2 separate regions of the Sus scrofa genome follow, and region 1 is linked to region 2. The links are chromatin contacts, called in public HiChIP or PLAC-seq maps. All regions are on one chromosome and are shown on one strand. The core of a region is the stretch at or near the end of the contact, and the rest is flanking DNA. Distances in the headings are between cores, read along the strand shown.

What was found. HiChIP or PLAC-seq counts read pairs in DNA pulled down with a chosen protein or histone mark.
Region 1: a contact with region 2 is called in an H3K27ac HiChIP or PLAC-seq map of skeletal muscle. The contact joins the promoter of CLCN1 here to the promoter of ZYX in region 2. A contact is called at or near these places in 1 of 5 promoter capture datasets (fetal liver), 6 of 47 Hi-C or Micro-C datasets (blood, fibroblasts, heart right ventricle and 2 more) and 2 of 2 datasets of contacts at active chromatin or transcription factors (alveolar macrophages and skeletal muscle).

The regions. Positions count from the first base shown.
Region 1 is chr18:6,937,654-6,944,330 of Sscrofa11.1, forward strand. CLCN1 (chloride channel protein 1) reads right to left here and starts at 3,877. Exons shown (of 21, transcript XM_021078562.1): 1 at 2,523-3,877. The coding sequence starts at 2,702.
Region 2 is chr18:6,868,889-6,875,232 of Sscrofa11.1, forward strand. ZYX (zyxin) reads right to left here and starts at 1,346. Exons shown (of 10, transcript XM_003134592.5): 1 at 1,059-1,346; 2 at 715-931; 3 at 47-246. The coding sequence starts at 916. It overlaps LOC102166231 (a long non-coding RNA gene), which reads left to right and starts at 228. Exons shown (of 3, transcript XR_299598.3): 1 at 228-576.

The DNA.
Region 1 (6,677 bases), core at 2,627-5,126, 71 kb after region 2:
AGGAAGCCCATCCGCCTCCCCTCCTCACGCTTGTATGCACCTAGAGGACCCAGCCCCCATAAGGCAAGGCAGTCCACTTCTATCCAGAGCAAGGTAATCAGATGCTCACCCAAACGTGAAGAGGGCAGAGCAGCAGCCCTCCAGTCTGGTAGCCCTCCACTCCCATCCCCAAATGGAGCCTGTGTGTGTGTGTGTGTGCGTGTGCACATGCACGTGTGTGCAAGGTCTCTGACTCCTTTTAGGCTGCCCCACCCCCACTGCACTAACTCTGTCCTCTGGGGCCAGGGTCAGGCCAGGCCATGTTGCTGGTTCTGGGAGAGCCTGGGTAGAAGAGATCTGATTTCACAATACGAGCAGCAGACTTTACGGCTGAGTCCTGGAGAGGCAGACACAAACTCTCTGCTCACAGCTTTTTCGCCTTCTGGGATGAGGTTAGTTTCCCTCTGCGCCCTACCTGGGACCCAAGAGAAGACACGCCCCTCGGGGACCAGCAAACATCCCTCCATGGCTGCCTCAGCTCGCTGGGGTCCCAGGCCAGTGGCGATGCGAAGGGGGTGCCCGTTCCAAACCTGGGCTGTGAAACACTCCAAAGAGCCAAATCTCTGCTGGCTGGACCAGGACTCACCAGCTAGGCAGGGCTGGGAGGGGAGGGAGAAGTCTAGCCTGAAAGAGTCTGGACGCCGTAACAAAAGCACCAGTATCTGGAAGGCTGAGGCTGGGGATGGGCAGATTGATGAACTGATTGCAACAAAATATTGCTGTCACTGGGCAAGGGGCACTCGGGAATTCATTACATTGTTCTCTTTACATTTTTTTTCCCTCTTGGGTCATGCCTGCAGCATGTGGAAGTTCCGGGGCCAGGGATGGAACCCGTACCACAGCAGCAACCTGAGCCACCACTGTGACAACACTGGATCCTTAACCCGCTGAGCCACCAGGGAACTCCTCCACTTTTGTGTTAGTTTGAAATTTTCCATAAGAAAATTTAAACAGAGAAACAAATAAGTCTAAACTCCTCTTTGCTTCCAGGGCCCTGTGGAAACCAGCCCACCCTGACTTCCCAAGTCACTTCGGCATTCCCGTCCAACGGGGAGTCTTACACTGGTGTGTCTGGTTTTCTCCCTGTCGCCAGAAGGTTCCACGGCTGCACATTTACTCAATTCGTTGCCCCACCCAGATTGTATACATGGTGATATGTACGTGGCTATGAGAAGAGGTCTTTTTTAAATGGATGCACCCTTGGCATATGGAAGTTCCTGGTCCAAGAGTTGAATTGGAGCTGCAGCTGATGCCTACGCCACTAGATCTGAGCCGCATCTGTGACCTACGCTGAAACTTCGGCAATGCCAGATCCTCAACCCACTGAGCAAGGCCAGGGATCAAACCCACATTCTCACAGAGACAGTGCTGGGTCCTTAACCTGCTGAGCCACAACAGGAACTCCAAAAGAGGGCTTCCTGTCCGCCCCTGGCACAGTGTTCCAGGCCCTCCCTTCTCCAGGAAGCCCCCTCTGACTCACCACTGGAGCCCCCCTGGCTTTCAGGTCCCCACCCCCAACTCATGCTCTGGGGCTGCCCTTAGCCACCACACCAGGGATGGAGCAGGACGGAGACGTGAATCCTCTTGACCCCTAAGCTGAGGTCACCAGCCCAGCCCAGCCCCTCAGCTTCCCGGTCCTGGCCAGACCCCGAAACAAGGAGCTGCAATCTGCCCCCTTGTTGGTTAAAACTCTTCTAAATGCCGATTTCCTGTTCCCCCAACAGGTTCCATCCAGTGCTTCTCCACATGCATGTCCACCCGATAATCATAATCTGTGTATTTATGTGACAAGCTCCCACCTGTCCCAGCAGCCCCCATCCTGCGGTCCTTGCCTAGATGCCTCCAGCCCCTGGAGGATATTCATTCCTGGACACCCCCAATTTGTTCACAAGCCCCTCTCACCGGGGTCATATCTCTGGACCTGCCCCCTTCATAGGTTCTGACTTGATTAATCCCCGCCTGAAGGTTTGATCACATTTCTCCTGCTGACGGGACCCTGATATGCAATTCAGTCCCTTTTCGCCACTTATCCCGCCCCTCTTCTGCCTTCTGCAGGGGTGTTGGTGTGTGTGTTCTGTTGGGGGCGGAGAGGGGCTCGTCTGGAGGTGTCCGCATGCGGGTGAGCGTGTGTCAACTCACACACGCAGAGGTGTGGGCTCCCCTGCCAGTCACCTCGTGTGGGTTATGTAAGCACGAGCCTGTCGTGCGTGTGGGGTTCTGCTGCCTCCCCACAGGATCCGGGGGCTCTGTTGGTAAAGCTTGTGTTAAAAGTCCGTGTGTCTCACACAAGTGCACACTTAGCTGAAGCCAGACCTTTGCAGAATGTCCATATTTTGGACATGTTACCGTGTACTTGAAATTAAAAAGATCACACTGCTCCCTCTTTTTGCTCATTTCCCCCAATCCATGGCACGCACAGCCCTCTCCTCAAAGTCCCCTCGAACCCCCGCCCCCTCCCCCGCTCCCACCCTTGAGGACTTTACCTGTGTGGGGTGGGCACTGGGTCGGGGTCCCGCATCCCTCCGGAGCCTGTGCTGAAGGCCCCCGTTCTCAGAGGGCAGTCCGTAGCTGGTGCAGTGTTCAAAGGGCATGTACTGGTACTGGGGGGCACTGCCCCACCAGCTTTGCTCGCGCCCACGCCGCTGGGACTCAGAGGGCTCCATGCTCCCTCCCCGGCCAGGCCTCGGCCTGCTGGCCCCCGCCCTCCCCGCAGTACAGCTCCTTAGGCCGGTCCTCCTGCCTGTCCCCAAGGCGTCTGGGGCAGCATGCCCACCCCCAGCTATTTATAGCCATCTCGCCGTCACATGACCCCCCCATTGCCACATCTGATCTGCTTGGGGTCGAAGCAGGTGTGAGAGCCGTGCGGGGGAGGGGTGGGGACGAGAACCTGCGGGGCAGCCCCACAGGGAATTCCCTCAGCGGGGCCAGCAGCACTGTCCCCCTCCTTAGTCACCAGGAGGCTTCTAGTCCCAGGCCACCGGTCCCTCTATAAATACCTCCCAGACCAGGATGGGAAACTGGTTCACACGCCCTCTTCAAACCTGTCTGCTCCCCAGACTGCACCTCTGCGTCCCTGGGGAGGTGAGGACTGGGGAGCCAGATGGCATGCCTCTAGGGTCTGGAAATGCGGGGGGCAGAGGGGGAGGGGCTCACCTGGGGGAGCAGCTGGCACCTGTCCGCCACCGGTCCCTGTGGGGTGGCTCCCAGCTCCGTATCTTCCTCCAGTTTACTCATCGGTCGGACCAGCTCCCCAATCCAACCAGTGGTGAGTTTTCTCCTCCAGCGCTGCCTTTTCTGTCTGCCAGAGGCTGCCAGTGATGCTTTGGGGCCATGCCCTTGACCCCAGCTTTATCACCCGCTGGGTGTGGGGCAGAGGGCAATAGCCTTGGCTTCTGGCATTTCTCCCACGTCCCAGACTGATACATGCCCGCCACGCCACAGCCTGGATGTACAGGGAGGGCTGAGCTTCCACTTAGACTGTGGAGCAGCCCTTGGGAGCCTGTCAGCACAGGTTAGATAACAGGGGAGAAGGGGAAGTGGGAACGGGGGACACCAGGGAGGGAAGGGAGTGGGCATTGCTCGTGATGAGTCCGACAACATAAAAGATGACAGGGAAGTACTCTGCTATTCTTCCCGTTTCAGGTCAATAAATAATTTTTGGCCAAGGCCAAGCTACTCCATCTGGCATCGCACTTTTTTAAAACCACTTTTCCTAGGACAGTCTTTTCCCTGTGAACTCTTCACTACAGAAACAACGTTATGGGAGTTCCTGTCATGGCTCAGCGGGAACAAACCCAGCGAGTATCCATGAGGATGTGGGTTCCATCCCTGGCCTTGATCAGTGGGTTAAGGATCTGGCATTGCTGTGAGCTGTGGTGTAGGGTGCAGACTTGGCTCGGGTCTGGCAGCTGCAGCTCTGATTCAACTCCTAGTCCGGGAACTTCCCTAGGCCGTGCTTGTGGCCCCAAAAGACCAAACAAACAAACAAAAGATTACAGAGTGCCAAAGTGCAATTACATTCTTTGGGGAGGGGGCTTTAGAAACAGAGAAGATTTGGAGTTCCCGTCATGGCTCAGTGGTTAACGAATCCGACTAGGAACCACGAGGCTGCGGGTTCGGTCCCTGGCCTCGCTCAGTGGGTTAAGGATCCGGCGTTGCCGTGAGCTGTGGTGTAGGTTGCAGACGCGGCTCAGATCCCGCGTTGCTGTGGCTCTGGTGCAGGCTGGCGGCTACAGCTCTGATTTGACCCCTAGCCTGGGAACCACCATCTGCCGCGGGTAGAGCCCTAGAAATGGCAAAAAGACAACAAAGAAAAAGAAACAGAGAAGATTTTCACCCCTTTGTGGAGTATGGCTCCCCTGAAGGTAACCAGCTTTTGTTGGGGCTTGATAACCCCAAGCAACAATTGTCTAACACGACTACCATGTCTTCACAATTCCTGAGAAAATCAGGTCCAGATGATGGATTCTGAGATTTGAGGGCAGCGCTCATGGGCACTGAGAAAACCCGCACACTCCACCAAGCCACCCCGAAGCACCAGCCGCTATTCTAAAAAGCAGGTTCTGAAATGAGAGGGTCGAGGAATCGTACATCTGCTAGCGCTGAAGGGCAAGGACTGGAGGGCAATAATTCTGAGCATGAAATCAGAACTGGTTCAGATCTCATGAGTGGCGTCCCCGCTGTGGTGCGATGGGAGCAGTGGCATCTCTGCAGCACCAGGACACAGGTTTGATCCCCAGCCTGGCACAGTGGGTGTTGCCCCAGCTGCAGCGTAGGTTGAAACTGCCGCTGGGATCTGATTCCTGGTCTGAGAACTCCTTAGGCCACAGGTCAGCCTTAAAAAAAACAAAAAAAAAAAAGAAGAAAAAAAAAAATCACTGGATAATATGCCATCAGGCTCTCTTTCAGGGGCTTTCCGTCATGGTTTTCCTTCTGCACATCCAGCGTAGCACAAAACCCATGACCACCTACTTTCTGAAACTTTCCCCAGGCAACCGAAATCTCCTATAAACACACTTTCTCTTTGTAGCTGTCCAAATGTAGCAGTCATTTCTCCTCTACTGTGTACTGGGCCTTGCCTTCCAGATTCTTCAAAAATCCTTGGCCCTCTGGGAGTGCCTGTTGTGGCTCAGTGGAAACGAATCCCACTAGTATCCATGAGGATGCGGGTTCGTTCCCTGGCCTTGCTCAGTGGGTTAGGGATCCAGCCTTGCCGTGAGCGGTGGTGTAGGTCACAGATGTGGCTCAGATCCCACATTGCTGTGGCTGTGGTGTAGGCTGGCAGCTGCAGCTCTGATTCGACCCCTAGCCTGGTAACTTCCATATGCTGCAGGTGCAGGCCTAAAAAGCAAAAATAAATAGTAAAATAACATAACATAAAATAAAAATAATAAAAATCCCTGGCCTCTTCCCCATAGCACTGGACAGGGCTCTTTCTCCCTCTTCCGGATTTGTGCACAGGTTATACTTTTTCCCTCTTCTCTGCCCAACAGAAGCTAAGGTGGAATAAAGTCCTGGGTCTTAGGACCAAGCTCAGCTCCTTCTTGGCTTCTTCTCCTAGCTCGGTGGGAAAAAGCGATAGCCCCTGAAGGCGGGGGCAGGAGTGGGGAGAAAGTCTCATGCTAGGAAAAAAATAAACAGAAGCAATACTCTTCGTTGAGAGTGTGCACTGAAGCATCATCTCCCACCCTGGCCTCTCTTTCTTCAGAACGACAGTAACTTAGAGGGTCATGGAGAGAAAAGAATGCACACGAAAGCTAAGCGTGACTGCCCCGAAATAAGCTCCGAATGTCAGCTGTGTCATTAAAGCAAAGCTCATTCTTGGAGATGGGCGACGGCATCCGAACGCGGCCACCCCGCGTCACCACTCTGCATTGCTGTGCTTCATCCTCAGAGGGACTTTTAGGAGAACAGCTGTTTCTCCATTTTTAATTGCTTTGCTTTTTAGGGCTGCACCCGTCGCACATAGAGGTTCCCATGGTAGGGGTCACATCAGAGCTACAGCTGTCGGCCTACATCACAGCCACAGCAACACGGGATCCGAGCCTACACCACGGGATCCGAGCCTACACCACAGCTCACGGCAACGCTGGATCCCAGACACACTGAGCCAGGCCAGGGATTGAACCTGTCTCCTCATGGCTACTATTTCCGCTGTGCCACAGTGGGAACTCCCCATCTCTCCCTTTTTAGAGAAGGGGGACTGAAGTTCAGTGAGGTTAGGTAGCTTAGCCAACGTCTCCAATACCTTAAAAGGCAGAGCCAGCATCTGCAATCTGTTTAATTCTAGAGTGCACGCGCTTAAGGTGACATCTCTTGATTTTTTTGTATAATTGAAGCCTCGGAACCTCATCTTCCTCTTTTGGAAAACAAAACACAACACAACACGGGAGAATGACACCCTCTGGCCTGTGGGAAGACGGTCGCAAGCTCCACGCACAGCACAGGGAGGTGCTCTGGCAGTTGTAGCTGCTGGCAGTGTCTTGGCCTCAGACAGACACCTTCCCCTCTTTGCTCGGATATCCCATTTGCTTCATTTCTTCCTGTTTTCCTCTTCCCTGTGACAGGAAACAGGATGGGGAGGGCAGCAAAGGGCCACCCCCAGCTCAGGGAGTGGGGGGATAATTTTAGAAGAGAAT
Region 2 (6,344 bases), core at 96-2,595:
TCCCCTTGGGGTGTCCACTGCAGCTGCCCCTCCCAGGCCTCCATACCTGCGGTGGGAGCTGTATGGGGACCTCAGGCCCTCCCTCCTCCACCAGCGGGGGCGGCGGGGAAGGGAAGATCTCCTCCTCCAAAGGCGCAGGGGGAAACGGTTCCTCGATCGGGGGAGGAGGGGGAGGGAAAGCACCTCCCAGGGCGCCCTCCGCCTCGTCGGCCTCCCCCAGCACGGGAGGCGGCGGTAAAGGAAAGTCTGAGGTTGGGAGGAGACAGAGGGCAGTCAGCGGGGACTCCTCTACCCCTCGCCAAGTTCCCCTCCTGCTCCACCTCTAAGCCCCAACCCAAGAACTTCTCTCAGGGGTCCTGGAGGGCGCGGGAAGTAAAAGGGGCGCAGGACGCCCCGGGAGCACTGGGTCAGGAAAGGCCGGGGCTCGGCCAAGGAGTGGATGCATCTCCCATTACACTTCGGAAAACGGACCCAGAGGGGAAAATTCGTGCCCCACATTCCCGCCTCCCACCCCCAGGCGGAGGACTTGGAACAGTCCCAGGAGCCCTGGCTTCCAGCCATGAGCTCCACGATGAGGTAAGAACATCTGCTCGGGACTGGGTGGCTGCGCCCAGCCCCCTCTGCTGCAACCTCTCCAGACATCCCCAAATTCCCGAAACCACTCCCCCCGGCCCGGCGCCCGCCGAGGTCCAGCCCCCGAGCTCGGCCACATACCTTCTGGGGGCGGTGGGGGGATCTCGCCCACTCGGCCCATCTGTGCGCGTTGGGCCCCGGCCGCCGCGGGAGGCTCACCGTCCCCGGGCCGGAAAGGATTCACTTTGGGCTTTGGGGCCACCACCGGGCCGAACTTCTTCTGCGGGGCGTAAAAAACCGGAGCCGAGACGGAGATCGCGCGAGGCGGGCGGGGGGCCGCCATGGCCAGGCCGGGCTGCTGGGGACGGAGGGCCGGGTTACGCAGCGCAGAGCCCGGCTGAGGACCCCCTCGCCGGCCCGGCTCCCCTCCGCGCCCCCGCGCCCCCACCCCGGGAGCGGCCGCCGGGCGGCTCCCCGCGCCTCACCGCGGGCCGGAGCGTGCGCGCAGCGTCTCGGGTGGCCGTCTCGCAGCCGGGTCCTCGGACTCTGCGTCCCGGTCCCGAGCTGCCTCCAGCCAGGCGGGGAGGGGCGCAGGGAAGAGGGAGGGAGGGAGAGGGCGGGGAGAGAGCGGCGCCGAGACCATACAAGGAGCGGCCCGGAGAGGGGGCGGGGAGAGGCGGGGAGGGCCGACGAGGCAGGAAACTCCCCCAGGAAGGGGCCCCGATCCTGCCCCGGGGCCGGAGGCTTCATCAAGGTCCTCCCGCCCCCGCCTCCGCCCCCCTCCCGGCCGGCCCCGCCGCCCCCGCCGCCCCGGCCCGGCCCAGACCACCCCTCCCCAAACACAGGCCTCTGATGTCATTTCCTGACTTGCCCCGCCCCCCCCTCCCGCCCGACCCGCGGGTGCCCGAGATCTGACTCACCGTTCCTACTCCGGGCTACCCTGCGGAGGTCGGGTGGCCGCCCCAGAGCTGCCCCAGCAGCTCAGGGGCGCCTCCGCCCCAGCCCAGCCCCCTCCTCTCCCGGCCTACCTGCCCCCGCCACCTTCGGCCGCTCCTCCGCCTTTGCACCCAGCCGCCAGCCCCTCGCCCCGGGACTGGCAGGACTGGGATGGAACGGGGCTCCTAGGTGGACGGGGATGGTGAGTGGGGTGTTATCCCTTCTCCCGCCCCCCTAGGCCCTTCTGTGACCTGGAGTAGGGGTGGGGTGTCAGCATGAACCTCAAGGGTCCTTTGGGGATCTTAACTTCAAATCCTGGGCAGCTACTAAAGGTTTCTAAGAATTCGCATCACCCGCGCCCCCGCCTATGGATCAGTTAAATACTGCGGGAGGGAGAGTCCGGGCGGGCCCGGCCAGGCCGGGGAGGTGAGAGGGCGGGACGGAGGCGAGGGCAGCCAGAGCACTTGGGGCGGGGGAGAACGGACTTGGAGGCTGGCGACAGTCTTCGCCGGTTCTGCAGCGCCCGCCCGGACCCACCTCTCTAGGAGCTGGTGCGCTGCTGCGGGGCGGCCCTCCGGGGGTTCCGAGACTGCGCTCGGTGGAGCCCCCCATGGGTCCGATCGGATTCCTCAGCCTTCTTGTGCCCCAGGCTACTGGAAAGGGACCGACCTAGGTTCTTTCTTTCTGATTCTTTTTCTAACTGAGCATGGAAACTTACCAGATTGGCTCCTGAATTCTTCCACACTCACTGTCTACAAACTATGGCTTCACAGGGCCTTTTGGCTTGTAATTCCAACGTTATCACAATCGGGCGCTTTCTTGCCTCTCACTGTGTTGCCAGCCTTCGCTGCCATGTAAGGCAGTCCCTTGGTGCACACTCTATGCAATGTGTCCAGTCCCTGGCCCTCCAAATCAAATCGGCTGCACTCTGCTGCCAACCAGCGTCTGGGCTGGGCTCGAGAGACTGACCAGACTCACTCCTAGCATTTACCACGAGAAAACAGGCTGGAAGCTTAAGAGATACCCAGTAAGCTGCAGGATCTAGACTAAAACTGGGTATGTTAGAGGGGTCTCAGTGGCAGAGCTCATTCCTTCCCACCCTGACGTCAGGTGAAGCAACCCTGGACCCAGGAGAGCAGGTGAGGTTCAGGGGGCAGAGACCCAGCTGGAGTGCTCCAAGTGAGCGACACATCTCTGTCCTCTTGGTGTCATGTCCCCCGTGTATAAAAGGGTAATGATATTTAATCCTTATTGTGTTATATAGATAAATACATGAAATACCATATCTGAAAGTGCTGATGATGCCCAGTCCTATTATTCAAGTTCCTGTTCTGACAGGTTCCCCTAGGGCCATTTTCCCCATGTGTCCCCTTCCAGGTTGCCCGGCAGGCCTCTCATGGGCCTTCATACATGCATGCCTCCTCCTCCAACCTTATCAAATATTTAATTATACCTAAGACCTTATCTCCTTCGCCTTCTCTGACACCACTGATCTTTCTTTTCTCTGGCGTCTTCATGTCTTTGCCACTGGTATTTCTCACAGCCACAAGCATGGGTGGCCATGTATCATATCAAGCTTGCAGGGCAGACCTTCTCTGACATATAAGCTGGTCTCGGGCCAGGCCCTGTGAAGATCTGCTGGAAATTTGATGCTAAGATTTCCTGTGAGACCAAAAGTCTCATGGCCAATCCTTGAAAAATGTACCCACTTAGGGAAGTGAGGAAGATGGTTTGCGCATAACATCATAAGAGTAAAAGCCATCTGCCCTCTGAATGTCTCCTTAAGGAATGTGCCTGTGCAAAATATAGTCTATTTAATTGTTAGGCAGCTGAACCTATTTATAAATCAAGAATAGAAGAGTGCGTAGGCAGGCTTAGTTTTACTGACAACTAAGAGCATTCGGGTTGCAGAATATCAAAGCTAAGAGTTTTCAGCCAACCATCCTAAACACAAGTAGAAACACACAGAGCATTCCAGAAAAACAGATTCTTCTGGCCAGAATGTCTCAGGTGGAATTGTGGGGTCAATACCTTTAAAATGCACACAACAAATAGGAGAAGCCCTAATAATTTTTAGGTATTTGTCTTTCTTTTTTTTTTTAATTTACTTTTATTTATTTTATTTTATTTTATTTTTTTGCTTTTTAGGGCCGCACCTGCAGCATATGGAGGTTACCAGGCTAGGGGTCAATTTGGAGCCACAGCTGCCGGCCTACACCACAGTCACAGCAACACCAGATCTGAGCCGCGTCTGTGACCTACACCACAACTCAAGTCAACGCTGGATCCTTACTCCACTGAGCGAGGCCAGCAATCGAACCTGTGTTGTCCTCATGGATACTAGCTGGATTCGTTACCATTGACCACAATGGGAACTCCAAAAGTTCTTTTTTTAAGATTTTTGTTTTTCCTGCTATAGTTGATTTACAATGTCCTGTCAATTTCTGCTGTCCAGCAAAGTGACCCAGTCATGCATATATACATACACTCTTCTTCTCACATTATCCTCCGTCATGTTCCATCACAAGTGACTAGATATAAAAGTTTCTCGTTTTTGTTTTGGCCACACCTGTGGTATATAGAGTTTCCTGGCCAGGAATCAAATCCAAGCTACAGGTGCAACCTACACCACAGCTCCAGCAATGCCGCAGGATCTTTTTAGCCCGCTGTGCTGCAGAGGGAACTTCCTGCAAAAGATTTTTTGCAGTGCAAATCTTTTATTATTTGAAGACACCCCTGCCCGGCACTTGCATCCTTGCAGTGCATCGCTTGCTCCCCTGGGAAGCCCCAGCTTGGTATATGGACAGCCTTTTCAGGTCAGCCTCCAGCTCCATCCCCCACTTTAAGTCCTTGGGCCACCAGTTTCTTTTTTCTTTTTGACAGGCACTAGCAAATTGTGTCTGTCTCTATATCTGTCCATCTGCGTATGTGTATACACACCCAGTGGCATTTGCGTGTCAGTACGGAAGAATCTCTCACCAGTGCCACTGCAGGCTTGATAGAGGATCGGGTGATAATGGGGGTGGGGGAGGGTGAAATGCCCAGCAAGACCCAGGGATCTTTGCAGCAAAGAAAGAAAGAGCAGCTTCCTCTTCTGCCCAGCCCCCGCCTCCTCTCTGCCCGCCCCCCCAACCCTTCAGAGGAAGAAATGGACCTAAAACCACAAATGCCCCTTTTCTTCCTTTCTTTCTGCCACCAAGAGCATCCTCTGTGGCTTTCCTCTCCCAGTTCCCAACTTCAGTTCAACAATATTTACCAGTAACTTCTGTATTCTGGGCACCCTGGATATAAAGATAAATCAACCCAGTTCTTTCCTCCGAGGTACTCTTCATCTAGAGAAAAAACACTTAAGTAGATATTTTAGTATAATAAAATAAACGTTAGGATTAGAAAAAAAGTTATCACCCAACCTGTAATGCTTCCTTGGTAGGGCTACACTAATTACCACGGCTGGGTTGATGTCTCATCATTTAAGCCTCATTTTTTTTCTTTTTCTTTTTTTGCTTTTTAGGACCCCACTTGCAGCATATGGAAGTTCCCAGGCTAGGGGTCAAATCGAAGGTACAGCTGCCAGCCTACACCACAGCCACAGCAATGCCAGATCCTTAACCCACTGAGCGAGGCCAGGGATCAAACCCACAACTTCATGGATCCTAGTTAGGTTGGTTACCGCTGAGTCACGATGGGAACTCCGTAAGCCTCGTTGTTATTAAGTATCCTACCAGGTCCGAAGCAGCAGTGAGGATCCCAGGAGCAGGGGAGCAAAGCCTGCCTAGGGCATTTAGGGAACAGAGGTCAGAGGAGCCATGGAAGCCTCGAGATGTTCCTAGGTCTGAGGCAGATGGGTGCTCAAAGACGCTGCAAGCATCAGCAAAGCAGAAATGCATGGTGGTTGTGGGGGGCAGAGCAAGGCAGATGGTCAGATGGCAGAGAGTCAGCAGCCAAGGGAGCTGGGAAGGGCAGACAGGAAAAGAAAAGGGCACCAACAGCATCTCAGGCGGGTTGCTGGCACCAAGGCCACTGCTCGTGGAGCATCTGCTGCTTTGCTTCTCCCCGAACCCAGGCGAAGCCAAAATCGGAAAGAGCCAGGGCTAGAAGCTAGATTGTTTGTCACTGAAAATAGCCGACTAAGTCACCACAGGAAGTAGACATGTCAGGGAGGAGGGGGTTAAGTACAGACAGATAGCCTAGTTTCTTGAGATGAAAAGTACTTACATTTCTCTAGTAGCTCCTGCCACCCCTCTCCCTTCTTTTTTTTTTTTTGGTCTTTTTAGGGTTGCACCTGCAGCAGCATGGAGGTTCCCAGGCTAGGGGTCGAACTGCGCACAACTGTCGGCCTACACCACAGCACAGCAACACCAGGTCCGAGCTACATCTTCGACCTACACCACAGCTCAGGACAACGCTGGATCCTTAACCCACTGAGCGAGGCCAGGGATCGAACCTGCAGTCTCATAGATACTAGCCAGATTCTTAGCCTGCTGAGCCACAACGGGAAGCACGAGGAAGGCAGGTATGGTCTTGCCCGTGGCGGGGTGTCTGAGAATGAGGTACAGACCGGGCTGCAGAAGAGCTGGAGAGGGGATTGAGCAGAAATACGGATCACATTAAAGGATCTTGACTTTGGACAGCAGTGGGGAGCTGCTACAGAGTTTCAGGTTGAAGAGAATAGCATGACAAGGCTTGAGAGCTTTGAAAATCTCCTGAGATTTCCAATCCTTGGGCAATGTGGAGAGAAGCAGGAGGGTCTGGTACAGACATGGACAGACCAGTCAAGAGGCTATTATAGGCCAGGCACAAAGGGCAGAATTGTGGGGATGGACAAAGTGGCTAGA